Linked DNA regions of Oryctolagus cuniculus: region 1 is linked to region 2. Evidence: chromatin contacts called from public Micro-C data. All regions are on one chromosome and are shown on one strand. Each heading gives the region's core, a stretch centred on a gene start, on an enhancer-like site or on the middle of the called end of the contact. The rest is flanking DNA. Distances are from core to core; before and after follow the strand shown. Region 1 holds the start of LOC100346633. Region 2 holds the start of CD164 (CD164 molecule).

Region 1 (5,942 bases), core at 1,827-4,326, 200 kb after region 2:
AGTTCCCGTTCTCTTCTAAAGTAAGAAATGTCTTTCGGTATCTGAACAGAGCTGCAGAAAGATGTATACAATGGAAGCTGTAATTATGGAGAGTATACTAGAGCAGGTTTTAGGTAGGCCCTGGATAACCCATAACTTCACAGCTGCCTGTTTACAAATAGGAATATCAGAAATCACCAAAGTTTGTAGAAAATGAATATAATGGGGACCAAGGTTGTGGTGCAACGAACGAAGCCACTACCTGCAATGCTGGCATTTCATATGAGCATGTGTTCAAGTCCCAGCTGCTCCATTTCCAATCCAGCTCCCTGCTATGCTCCTGGGAAGGCAGTAGAAGATGGCCCAAATGCTTGGGACCTGCCACTGACATGGGAGATCCGGAGGAAGTTCTGCTTTTGGATTGCTCAGTCCCAGCTGTTGCAGCCATTTGGAAAGTGAACCAGGAGATGGTGCTGTGGCGCAGTGGGTTAAAGCCCTGGCCTGAAGCGCTGGCATTCCATATGGGTGCCAGTTCTACTCCTGGCTGCTCTACTTCTGATCCAGTTCCCTGCTAATGTGCCTAGGAAAGCAGCGGAGGATGGCCCAAGTCCTTGGGCCCCTGCACCCATGTGGGAGACCCAGAAGAAGCTCCTGGCTCCCAGCTTCGGATCGGCACAGCTCCAGCCATTGTGGCCATTTGTGGAGTGAACCAGCGGATGGAAGACCTCTCTCTCTGTCTCTGCTTCTCTCTGTAACTCTTTCAAATAAATAAAATAAAAATTTTAAAAAGATGTATTTATTTATTTGAAAGTCAGAGTTACACAGAGGGAGAAGGAGAGGCAGAGAGAGATCTTCCATCCACTGGGTCACTCCCCAGTTGGCTACAATGGCTGGAACTGCACCGATCTGAAGCCAGGAGCCAGGAGCTTCCTCCAGATCTCCCATGCAGGTGCAGGGGTCCAAGGACTTGGGCCATCTTCCACTGCTTTCCCAGGCCATAGCAGAGAGCTGGATCAGCACAGGAGCAGCCAGGACTCAAACCAGCGCCCATATGGAATGTTAGCACTGCAGGCAGCGGCTTTACCGGCTATGCCACTGCACCAACCTCCTAAAATAAATCTTTCAAAAAAATAAAGTGAACCAGCAGATGGAAGATCTCTCTGTTCTTCTCTATCTCTGTAACTCTGCCTTTCCAATAAATTAATACATCCTTTTTTAAAATGAAGATGCAAATAATGAAAATATTGCATGATTTAAACATCTTTTGCAACAAAATAAACCTGTCTTTTCATTCCACATTACCACGAGCTCTCAGAAGTCCCCTGGCATCAAATTACACAGGATTCTCAGGGGCTCAGGAAGGCCACGATCTTCTGTCTTGGTCACAGTCTTTCTCAGGTGTGCCTCACGGTTGCTGAAACTTTCTCTGGGCCAGTTGTTCTCACCTCCCTGCTGGCCCGGATCTACCACACAGTTTCCTACTCCAGAGTACAGGGAGGCACATGTGATGGGAAGCTGTATTTCCCTCATCTGTCTGCCCCACGTAACCTTACTTCGTTCTCATCTGGGTTGACACATAAAACCCGCATCTGGTCATTGCAGTCAAATGTTTTTATCTTGCTATTCTTCCTGAATTACCTAGGGATGAAAACGACCCTTAAATATTAAACACAGATCGGCCGTTGCTGTGGTGGAGCAGGTAAAACCACTGCCTGTGACACTGGCATCCCATATGCACGCCATTTCGAGTCTCGGCTGCTCTACTTCTGATCCAGCTACAGCTAATGTGCCTGGGAAAGCAGCAGTTGCTGGCCCAAGTGCTTGGGTCCCTGCCACCCATGTGGGTGACCTGGATGGATTTCCAGGCTCCTGGCTTCAGCCTGGCCCAGCCTTGGCTATTGTGACCATTTGTGGGATGAACCAGTGGATGGGAGATCTCTCTCAGACCTCTCTCTTTCTCTGTAACTCTGCCTTTCAAATAAATAAAATAAGTCTTTAAAAAAAAAAAAAAACATGGAATCTTCTGGAAATGATCCTAAGCATACTTTCTGCTTTGGCACCCAATGGCTTTAAATACCCATCACAGAAACACACTGAATGTTGGTTCTTCAGAGATTAGCCCTGGGGGAGCTTTTCTGGCCTCTGGCACAGTCATCACCATGGACTTGCACTGGGCTGTGGGACCCCAGGCCCAGGAACGCGGCTCTCCTGATTTTGTGTCAGACACACCCCAAGGCTTGGCAGTGCTGGGAACACATCAGGCACCCAATGGCTTTAAATACCCATCTCAGAAACATGCCAAATGCTGGTTTTTCAGAATCATCTTCAGGATGGTGGGCCACTTCACCTGCTCCCTGCCTCTTCTCCTGACCTCTCACACCCTTCCCCCATCCACGTCACACTTGCTCAGCCTAGCAGTGTTGCTTTGATCAACAGTGGTCGTACCGTGAACAGAGACACAATGGACGCAGGTCCAGGAGGCCTGTCACTTAGGGGCTGATTTGGGTGCCACGTTCTATAAAAGAATTTCATTGCTGTCGTTGGCAGCATTTATGATGGACTAGCTCTTAAAAGAATTCATGAGCAGGTCCCTAGCATTATCTCAGATTTCAAAATTTCTCATCAACATCAAGGTCAAGCTCGAAATACCATTGGGTAAAGTGAGATCTCTTTGCACTGAGTAGGATCGGTGTGTCAGCTCCTGGAATTTGAAGCCAGAAGCACTTTGCGGTTTTCTTTGGTGAGACATTGCTTCAGTCCACCCTGACTATTGTAGAATGCCATAAGGTCTCAGGGGCACTGGATGCCGCTGCTGTTTGGATGCCACTTAACTGAGCTTGAGATGGTGTCCACCGTCCACGCGAAGACAGCCAGGGGCTGATGGAGAGCACACGGAGAACAGGCCCTGAGCCCCCGCCTGCCCACCGCCAGCGACTACCTGTAAGCTCTGTTAGATGTTCCCCAGAAAGGCCCCTGCCCTTCTAGCTCAGACTTCAGTTCGGCCAGCCGCACGGCCAGTTCTTTCTCCAACAGCTGGGTCCTCTCCGTGGATGCGAGCTTGTGAGTTTCATCCATGCCTTGTGGTGGCTGTTTTTCTGCATCCCTGGAAAACAAGAGCATGAAACTTGTGATGGATTTCCTCGGCGATCACTAGCCAGTGGGTGGGACTTGATCTTTGTCCAAAAAGCTATGTCAACTCTGTAGACACATGTGTGTTTGCAATTTAAAGAAACCGCCAGACTGCTGTTGTGTATGACAATTTAGTTGTATAGAGGGAAAAAAAGTAGGTTGGAATCTCCAGCGACCACGCAGCCCAGTTCATCTTCAGAAATGCCTGCTCCAGCTTTGACCATAGGGGTTTATTAAAGGGAGCTCATCCCCTTCCCCACCTCTGCAGTCTTCACAAAGGCAGGGGTGGGGAGGGGTCACACACTCAAGGCTGTGAATAGCAGTTACAGCTGACTTCCAACATCACTCCAACGGGAGCAGGCAACGAGTGTGTACAGGAACTCTCTATACACCTAGAGAATTTCTCCAGGAGCTTTTCTGAAGGTGCACAATTCTGGCAAGGGAGAGTCCAGCAAGGACAGAGAGTTACCTAACCTGACTGTGATCCACGCACAATTGAGTTTGGAAGAACTTGTACTTACGCATCTGAATGCAGTTTTTTTAATGATGTATTTATTTACTTGAAAGTCAGAGTTATAAAGGAGAGAGAGAGAGAGAGAGAGAGAGAGAGAGAGAGAGAGAGAGAGAGAATCTTCCATCTGCTGGTTCATCCTCCCCTCAAGTAGCCACAATGGCCAGAGCTGGCGCCAGGCTGAAGCCAGGAGCCAGGAGCCAGGAGCCAGGAGCCTCCTCCAGTTCTCCCAAGGAGGTGGAAGGGTGCAAGCACTTGGGCCGTTTTCCACGGCTTTCCCAGGCCATCAGCAGGGAGCTGGATTGGAAGCAGAGCAGCTGGGACTCAATCTGGTGCCCACAGAGGATGCTCACGTTGCAGATGGCAGCTTCACCCGCTGTGCCACAGCATGTTTTCTTAATTTTGTTCGCCTACATTTGGCATACTTGATTTTACCATTAAATAAAAATAGCTGCTGACTTCTCACCTCACCCACCCTGTCAAGTTCAACATAATTGTTTGCTAAGTACTAGGCTGTGGTATTCTAATTTACAGTGTGGATTAACTGTGTGACCCAGAAGTCCTGAGCTCTGTCAGCTGCATGGGATTCAACAGATGATGCGTTTCCTCACGTTGCTGCTGCCTGCACTTGTCCTGGACAAGTTGGAGTAAAGTCACTCCTAGGTCACACTACACAGAGAGCAATGAGACTGGTTTTTTTCCCCAATTTCTAGATCGTCACTTTTTCCTTCCAGGGATATGTCAGTTTCTCCACTCTGCTGTCATTTCAACAAATAATTAAGCTGTTTTGTGTCCAGGCTTCCTTTGGGGGCCCATTTATTCTTTTCATAAAAGCACTGGCCACGAAAAGGAACATCCATGTTTGGCCCAGGCCGTGAACCTGCTGAGTCACAGACCTGCCCCGTTTGGCCGCGATACAATGCATTGTTATTGTTCCTAGCAAAAGTGAAATGTTGTCAGGAAAAATATTTGCCACTTGGCAGTGGCCGCTCAAGTTGGACAAACAGTGAAACAGCTGCCTTGACAGCTGCATTCCAACTGGCAGCCAAGAGCGGCAGCCCCGCAGCCTGGCGGGTCCTCCTCCCCAGCGCAGACCCTCCGCCTTCCTTTCCTGGTGAGTGTCCACGTTGACGGCTCAGAAACGAGAACGTTGAATCCGGCACTGTTTAGCTTGCTACACAGTCAAGTACAGTGTTCAGAAAACTAACATAGAAAGTTAGTCTTGGACAATGGTAGCAACCCAGAGGAATCCACGCCTGCTGAGCGGGCAGGTTCGACTTCCAAGAGACAAATGACTAAGGATGGGGGGGTTCATTTATTGAGCACCTACTGTGTGCCAGGCAAGCCGTGGGCCCTCGTTTAGTACCAGAAAAGAGATTCTCAGGAATTTCTTCCATCGTGTTTTTAAAAAATCAGTACATGTAACTAACTTGATTAAAGAAATACTGATTTTTTTATGGTTGTAATGATCTGTGATTACTTTAATATTTTAATATTTGGGTGAAATGATCATTTTTCCATTCAATTATTGTTTATAGCAATTGTTCATATTCCCATGAAACTAGGTTCTTTTTGCTTTTTACCTGTTAAACTTCTTATTAAGAGAAGTATTATAAGTGAAGCATTATTAAGAGAAGTATTTTATTATAATGTATTTAAAATATGCTATCTCAGGGCTGGCGCTGTGGCACAGCAGGTTAATACCCTGGCCTGCAGTGTCAGCATCCCACATGGGTGCCAGTTTGAGACCCAGCTGCTCCGCTTCCAATCCAGCTCTCTGCTATGGCCTGAGAAAGCTGTAGAAGATGGCCCAAGTGCTTGGGCCGCTGCACCCACATGGGAGACCTGGAAGAAGCTCCTGGCTCCTGGTTTTGGATCAGCACAGCTCTGGCTGTTGCGGCCAATTGGGGAGTGAGTGAATCATTGGATGGAAGACCTCTCTCTCTCTCTCTCTCTCTCTGCCTCTCCTGTCTCTGTGTAAGTCTGACTTTCAAATAAATAATCTTTAAAAAATAAAGTACACTACCTCAGAAACTAAAATAAAGAGAGAAAAGGAAGGAGGGTGAGAGAGGGAGAGGGTAGGAGGGAGTGAGGAAAGAATATCATTATGTTCTTAGAATTATACCTACAAATCACACTGAATCTGTTAAAAACTAAAATGAAAATAAAAATTATATAAAAATCCTGTTTTATGTGTTGAAAAAGTGGCACATTTTAACTGTAAGACAAAGCTAGAAAGATAAGGCTAGGGTGTTTAATGGGTGGTGAGAGGGGGCTTGGATGGTGCCACGGCTTAGAGATGCTGTGTTGCCACTAAAACTCC
Region 2 (5,974 bases), core at 2,098-4,597:
CTGGCAAGGGCCATGGGGCCACCCTCGCACACCAGGTCCATCTGCCAGGCATTCCTTATTTAAGTTCAAGTCTCCACGGGCCACGTCCCTGGTTTCCCAGCCCCTTAGCGCTGTATTTACGGCTTCCCCTTTACCACAGGTTGCTTCAGTTTCTGCACCGTGCTGTCAGGTAGAGGGGCCAAACTCTGATTCCGAAGGGGCCCCTGCATATTACTGATCCTTAAGGTGGTATCCTGTTCGCAGTGTTGCTGTGTGTGTTTGGGAGATGATAATCCAAACGATCTGATTTTCTGTTTAAAAAATTAGAAGCAGGCCGGCGCCGCGGCTCACTAGGCTAATCCTCCGCCTAGCGGCGCCGGCACACCGGGTTCTAGTCCCGGTCGGGGCGCCAGATTCTGTCCCGGTTGCCCCTCTTCCAGGCCAGCCCTCTGCTGTGGCCAGGGAGTGCAGTGGAGGATGGCCCAGGTGCTTGGGCCCTGCACCCCATGGGAGACCAGGAAAAGCACCTGGCTCCTGCCTTCGGATCAGCGCGGTGCGCCGGCTGCAGCACGCCGGCCGCGGCGGCCATTGGAGGGTGAACCAACGGCAAAGGAAGACCTTTCTCTCTGTCTCTCTCTCTCACTGTCCACTCTGTCAGAAAAAAAAAAAAAAAATTAGAAGCAGAGGCTGGCGCTGTGGTGCAGCAAGTTAAAGCCACTGCCTGCAGTGCTGGCATCCCATATGGGCAACGGTTCGAGTCTCGGCTGCTCTACTTCCAATCCAGCTCTCTGCTTATGGCCTGAGAAAGCAGTAGAAGATGGCCCAAGTCCTTGGGCCCCTGCACCCATGTGGGAGACCCAAAAGAAGCTCCTGGCTCCTGGCTTTGGATCGGATCGGCTCAGCTCTGGCTGTTGTGGCCATCTGGGTAGTGAACCAGCAGATGGAAGACCTCTCTCTGTCTACCTCTCTATATAACTCTTTCAAATAAATAAACTAAATATTTAAAAAATAAATTAAGAGGAACTCATCCTGCCAGGACTCACAGAAGCATTCTGCTTGTTGCTTTCAATAGTTAGAAAAGGAGACTCTAACAACCAATCAATAATGACTGCAGTGCAGGCAAGGTCTCTTAGAGGAGGAAGCCCGAGCGGCAGCTGACCTTGCTGACAGAGGCCTCCAGGCTGGCAGTTCCCAGTTGTGGACTATTTTTTCCCTAGAGGACATACAGTAATGTTGGAAGTTGTGGGTTTTTTTTTTTTTTTTTAATGTTGTTACAACTGAAGGGTGGGGGGGGGTGCTTCTGGCACCTCCTGGGTACAGGGCAGGGGATGCTACTAAAATAAACATCCTCTAATGCATAAGACACGCAAGAACTAGCCAACCTAATATCTCAGCAGAGGCAAGGCTGAGAAACCCTGCCCATTAGGAAATGGAAATCAGGCTGTTTCTCTGGAATGGTGAGAATGACTTTGGGATTCCTCCTTGATCTGGTTCTATAAAATACATGTAATGTAAAATAAAATAAACCAATGTTTTTCTAGTCTTAAGAGTGGAATGTTCCTTTATCAGGACTAAGGAAAATCCGCGGACTACAGCTGAACATCCAGGTGACAAATTTTTAAACAATGGCCTCCGGAGTGGGGTGTGTTCATTCTAGGGTGGAAACAAGATAACCCACTGAGGTATGAAGAGGAAGCAGAACTTCTAGTACACAGACACTTAAATTATTCATTTTCATTTTATTTGAAAAGCAGAGAAACAAAGCTCCACTCTGTCGCGCAAGTGGGCCAGGCTGCAGCCAGGAGCCTGGAACTCAATCCAGGCCTTCACACCAATGTCCAGCACCTGCCTCCAAGGGTGCACATTAACAGGAAGCTGGAGTGAGTGCGGCTGGGACTGAAACCAACACACTCCAGCATGGGATGCAGTTGTCCTAACTGCCCTGCTAAAGCCCACCTCTATGATGATCTTAAAAAAAAAAAAAAAAAAAAAAAAAAGGTTGACTAGTGCCTTCATTTAGTCTGGGTGTCTGACGGTCATGGGCCAAATACAGTGCGTGGGGTGTGCTGAGAGCAGAGCAGATGTCTGGTTGAAAGGCTGATGGAGGGATCTCACATACTTGACTGCCTTCTCATGCTTCTGCTCACAGAACTGATCAGAAACCAGCACTTTCCTGTTTACATCCGAGCAAACCTCCAAGCCGTGCAGCCAACAGAACGTTCAGTCATGAGCGTGCAGGAGGACCCCACTGATCCAGATCCTATGTGGAGATAAAAACTTTAAACCTGACGCCAAACAAATGCTAACTCGGGTATGCTGTCATCTTTCTGGTGTTTGAAACACGGCAAAACAGACCTCCACGGAAGCAGTCTGTGTTGAGGAAACACACCCACGATTAAAATTACATGATAAATATAAAGCAGCTGAAACAGATGGCATGAAATCCAGCTATCAAAGTCTAACTTTCAGCATCGGATATAAGCATCTCCAATACCGCCGCTATTTTTCGAGAGTGGACGTCAGATGGCGCTCACCCTCACCGAAAGGCACAGCAGCGTCGGACCGCTGTAACAGGCATTCAACAATCCAGCTCTGCGGGTAGAGGTCACTTTTCTCAGTCTCGATTTCCTCACCGGGAACGTGGGGGGTGGGGACGGACCCGACGGCCTTCCAACTGCACCGCCCTGGATGCTGACTCCAGCGGTACAAGAGGGACACACCGGCCCCGGCTGCCGCCAACGCAAACGGCAACTCGGAAAAGTCAGGCCGGCGAAGCGGGAAAGCAGAGGCGGGACAGTGGGCGGCCCTGGCTGGGAGGCTGCAGATCTGAGCCGCTCGCACTGCGTGGGCGGCAGAGCACAAACTCCTTAACCAGGCGGTGTCTCCCATCTCCCCGGGGAGTCCCAATGAGGACTACTTTCAGTAAAACCCACCTTCCGATGGGGCACGGCCCCTATCTGGGGACACGCCAGCACAGGGCGAACTTACTCCTTCCCTGACTTCGGCGAGCGCCGCCCAGAAACAACTTCCGCCCGTTGGGCCGCGGGTCCGGGAGGACCGGCCCTGAGGTCACGTGGGGACGCGGACACCCGGCCTCTCCTGGCGCTCAGGTGGAGGCCTTACGCCACGTCACGTGGGTCGTTCCATCCAAGCCAGGGTGGGGGGAGCTTTCCTATAGGAGGTACGAGAAAAGCCTAGTCACATCCTGCGTGATAATCGGAGGCCAAGAAAAACAATTTCCAGCTTCTGTACCTATTTCTTGCTTTATTACAGTTTCCCTGAGGGACAGCCTGCCTCGGCTGCTTCAGGACGTCCATGCTCTTCCCCCTTAGGTCTCCCGTTGGTATAGCCCGAGCCCCGCCTCCCCTGGCCCCGCCCCCACGCCGTGGGCGCAGCCCCTCACGTGACTTCAGCGCGCTCCCGCAGGGGAGCCAAGTCTTGGAGGCGGCGCCGCAGGGGACGGAGGGACTGAGCCAGCGTAGTGCGCTGCAGCTTTCGCGTGGACACCAGCGCCGAGGACACGATGTCAGGCCTCTCCCGCCCGCTACTTTGGGCCGCCACCTGCCTGGCCGCGCTCTGCGTCCTGTCCGTGGACTCGAACACCACCGTGACCCCGAACGGGACTGAAACTCCGACTTTAACGCCCTCCAAGATAGTGCCGACGTCGCTGAAGCCCTCCCCGTCGACCACCCCTCCAGCACTAGGTGGGCGCCGGCCCTGGGAGTCCCGCGCTCGCCCGCCCTTCCCGGCCGCACGCCTTCGCCCGTGCGCGCGGGTCCGGCCGTGGCGGCGACTCCGACAACATGGCGGCCCGCCCCGAGTCCGCTCGCGGGGCGGCCGGGGCGCGCTCCGGGCGCCATCGGGCTGTTTCCGACCCCCGAGAGCATCGCACGCTGCGGTGGTCTTTAAAAACCGCGTGGTAGTCCCTAGCTTGACCTTAGGCGCGGACGAGGGGACGTGGCTTCCTTCCGCGGTGGCAGCTGTGGGGTTGGTGATGGGGCGAGGCGACGCCTCCGGAGTTGGCGGCGAGACCGAACTTTCCTGTCCCCGGGGCCGTCTCCCGAGGGAGGCTTCTCCGGAAGTGGGCGCAAGACGGAAAGAGAAACTTAACGCTGAGCGCTCGCTTGGGTGTCGGGCTGGGGTCCGAGTGTGCGAGTCGCTGGAGGTGTGATTGCCCTGGTTTTGCGGGTCTCTGCGGGCGGTATCTGAGGTCCAGCACATAGATCGTGAACACTGGACACCGTGCGGTGTGCAGAGAAGTGGTGCCCAGCGCGTGCCCGCGTGCGCTCTGCAGGTGCGGCTTTCGGGGCTCGGGGCACCGCCGGAAGGCGGACGGGGAAGGGAGTCCTCGGGGGCGTTGGGTTTCGTAGGTTGTGGAGTTGGCTTGGAAGCCAGGCCTGTAGGTTTTCTGGAACACACCTTTTGTTCAGCTGTGCGGGAGAGGAGGACGGGTGAAGCCGTACACGGATCGTGGCAGAAATTGGCGTGTGCTTCGACAAGGCAGAAGAGGGAGGGAAAGTGCATTGGAAGTATTAAGGAGAAGAAACTGGATGTTCAAAGCCCGCAGTGTAGTGCGATTGGTTACTCTGGTTGTTACTGGGTAAGGAGGAACTCACTGGACTGAAGCCTGGCTGAGGTGGAACGACTTGACCAAGGCATTTTTCTCATGCTGATCATATTCTGCGGCGTCTTCCCTGGCCTTAGTATCGTACAGTCGCTGAGTTTAAGAAGTCAGCAATCGTAATAGCTCGTGTTTTGTTACATTCAGGAAGATTAAATGGTAGGATTCAAACATTTAAAAGCGAGGAAAGTAAATTGCAGTTCAGTGCTGGAAATTCTAACCGCACTGTTTTTACCATGATAGAGCAGAATATTTTCTGTCTCTTGCTTATTTGGCAGTTTGTAATGTGTGTGGTTTTTTCCCTTTTTTTTTTTTTTTAATTTAAAGAGAGGCTTGGAAACCAAGTAATTGCTTTTGTGTAATTGAAATGCATGCAAAGGAGATAATTTGTATCTTCTGGAAATTATAGTTTGATAAGCTGCAGCCTGCAAAGTAGCAGGTTCAGTTTATTGTAACTAACATTCCCTCAGCTACAACCAACATCAAGTGTGAAGGACTAGAGGGAGTAGTAAAGGACTTTGAAGGGTGCCTCTAGTGAAAGATAACGTCTGTTTTCCAAGACTTTCCTGCTTTGTCAGTCCTCTACCCCAGTAGGCCTTCCATGCCTACTAGAAATAAGATATTACAATGCCACAGCTCTGCAGGACCATTTTGAGGGGGTGGAGGGGGCAAATGAGAACGTGTGTTGGAAGCTTTCCTTGAGTTTGTTCCTGTACTGTTTGGCTTAGACATACTTTGTATTTTAAAGATTCATTCGTTTATTTGAAAGGTAGAGTAACAGAGAGAGTAAGAAAGAGAGGGAGATCTTCCATCCACTGGCTTCACTCCCCCAAATGGCTGCAATGGCAGGAGCTGGGCCGATCCAGAGCCAGGAGCTTCCTTTGGGTCTCTTACGTGGGTGCAGGGACCCAAGGACTTGGGCTGTCCATGGCTGCTTTCCTAGGCCATTAGCAGGGAGCTGGATCGGAAGTGGAGCAGCTGGAACTTGACCCCATGCTCATATGGGATGCTGGCAAGCACTGTGCCACAGCGCTGGCCCCTTAAAACTTTTGGCAGACACCTTTCAGACTTGTTAAAGGTCGTGGTGGACTGTGTAAATAGCATATCGAAGAATCTTGATTCTCTGAAAAAGCACCTCATTTCAGAATGGCAGCATCGGAGCTTAATACATAATCATTGCTATTAAAAATCCCAGTGTCTCCTCCACCTGCTGAATCGTGGCAGGTATTCCCCTACGTGTCCTGCTGGTTGTGTAACAGCCTTTTTCTCAGAATTTTTGTAGTTTAAGGATGCTGTAAAATGCTGCATGACCGCGAGCGGCTCTGGGCATCTTTCAAATAGCAGCCCTGCGAAAAAGGATTGTTTAGATGGGTA

Evidence for each region. A called contact is a pair of places that touch in the nucleus more often than the background predicts.
Region 1: a contact with region 2 is called in a Micro-C map of ear pinna, with 4 times the contacts expected there. The contact joins the promoter of LOC100346633 here to the promoter of CD164 in region 2. A contact is called at or near these places in 3 of 6 Hi-C or Micro-C datasets (ear pinna, psoas muscle and an unstated tissue).

The regions. Positions count from the first base shown.
Region 1 is chr5:62,209,669-62,215,610 of mOryCun1.1, forward strand. LOC100346633 reads right to left here and starts at 3,077. Exons shown (of 47, transcript XM_070073713.1): 1 at 2,918-3,077; 2 at 1-51. The coding sequence starts at 3,054. LOC103349861 (a long non-coding RNA gene) reads left to right here and starts at 4,565. Exons shown (of 3, transcript XR_517973.4): 1 at 4,565-4,733.
Region 2 is chr5:62,010,062-62,016,035 of mOryCun1.1, forward strand. It overlaps CD164 (CD164 molecule), which reads left to right and starts at 3,348. Exons shown (of 6, transcript XM_017345316.3): 1 at 3,348-3,683. The coding sequence starts at 3,503. LOC138849788 (a long non-coding RNA gene) reads right to left here and starts at 3,079. Exons shown (of 2, transcript XR_011388959.1): 1 at 2,913-3,079; 2 at 1,699-2,239.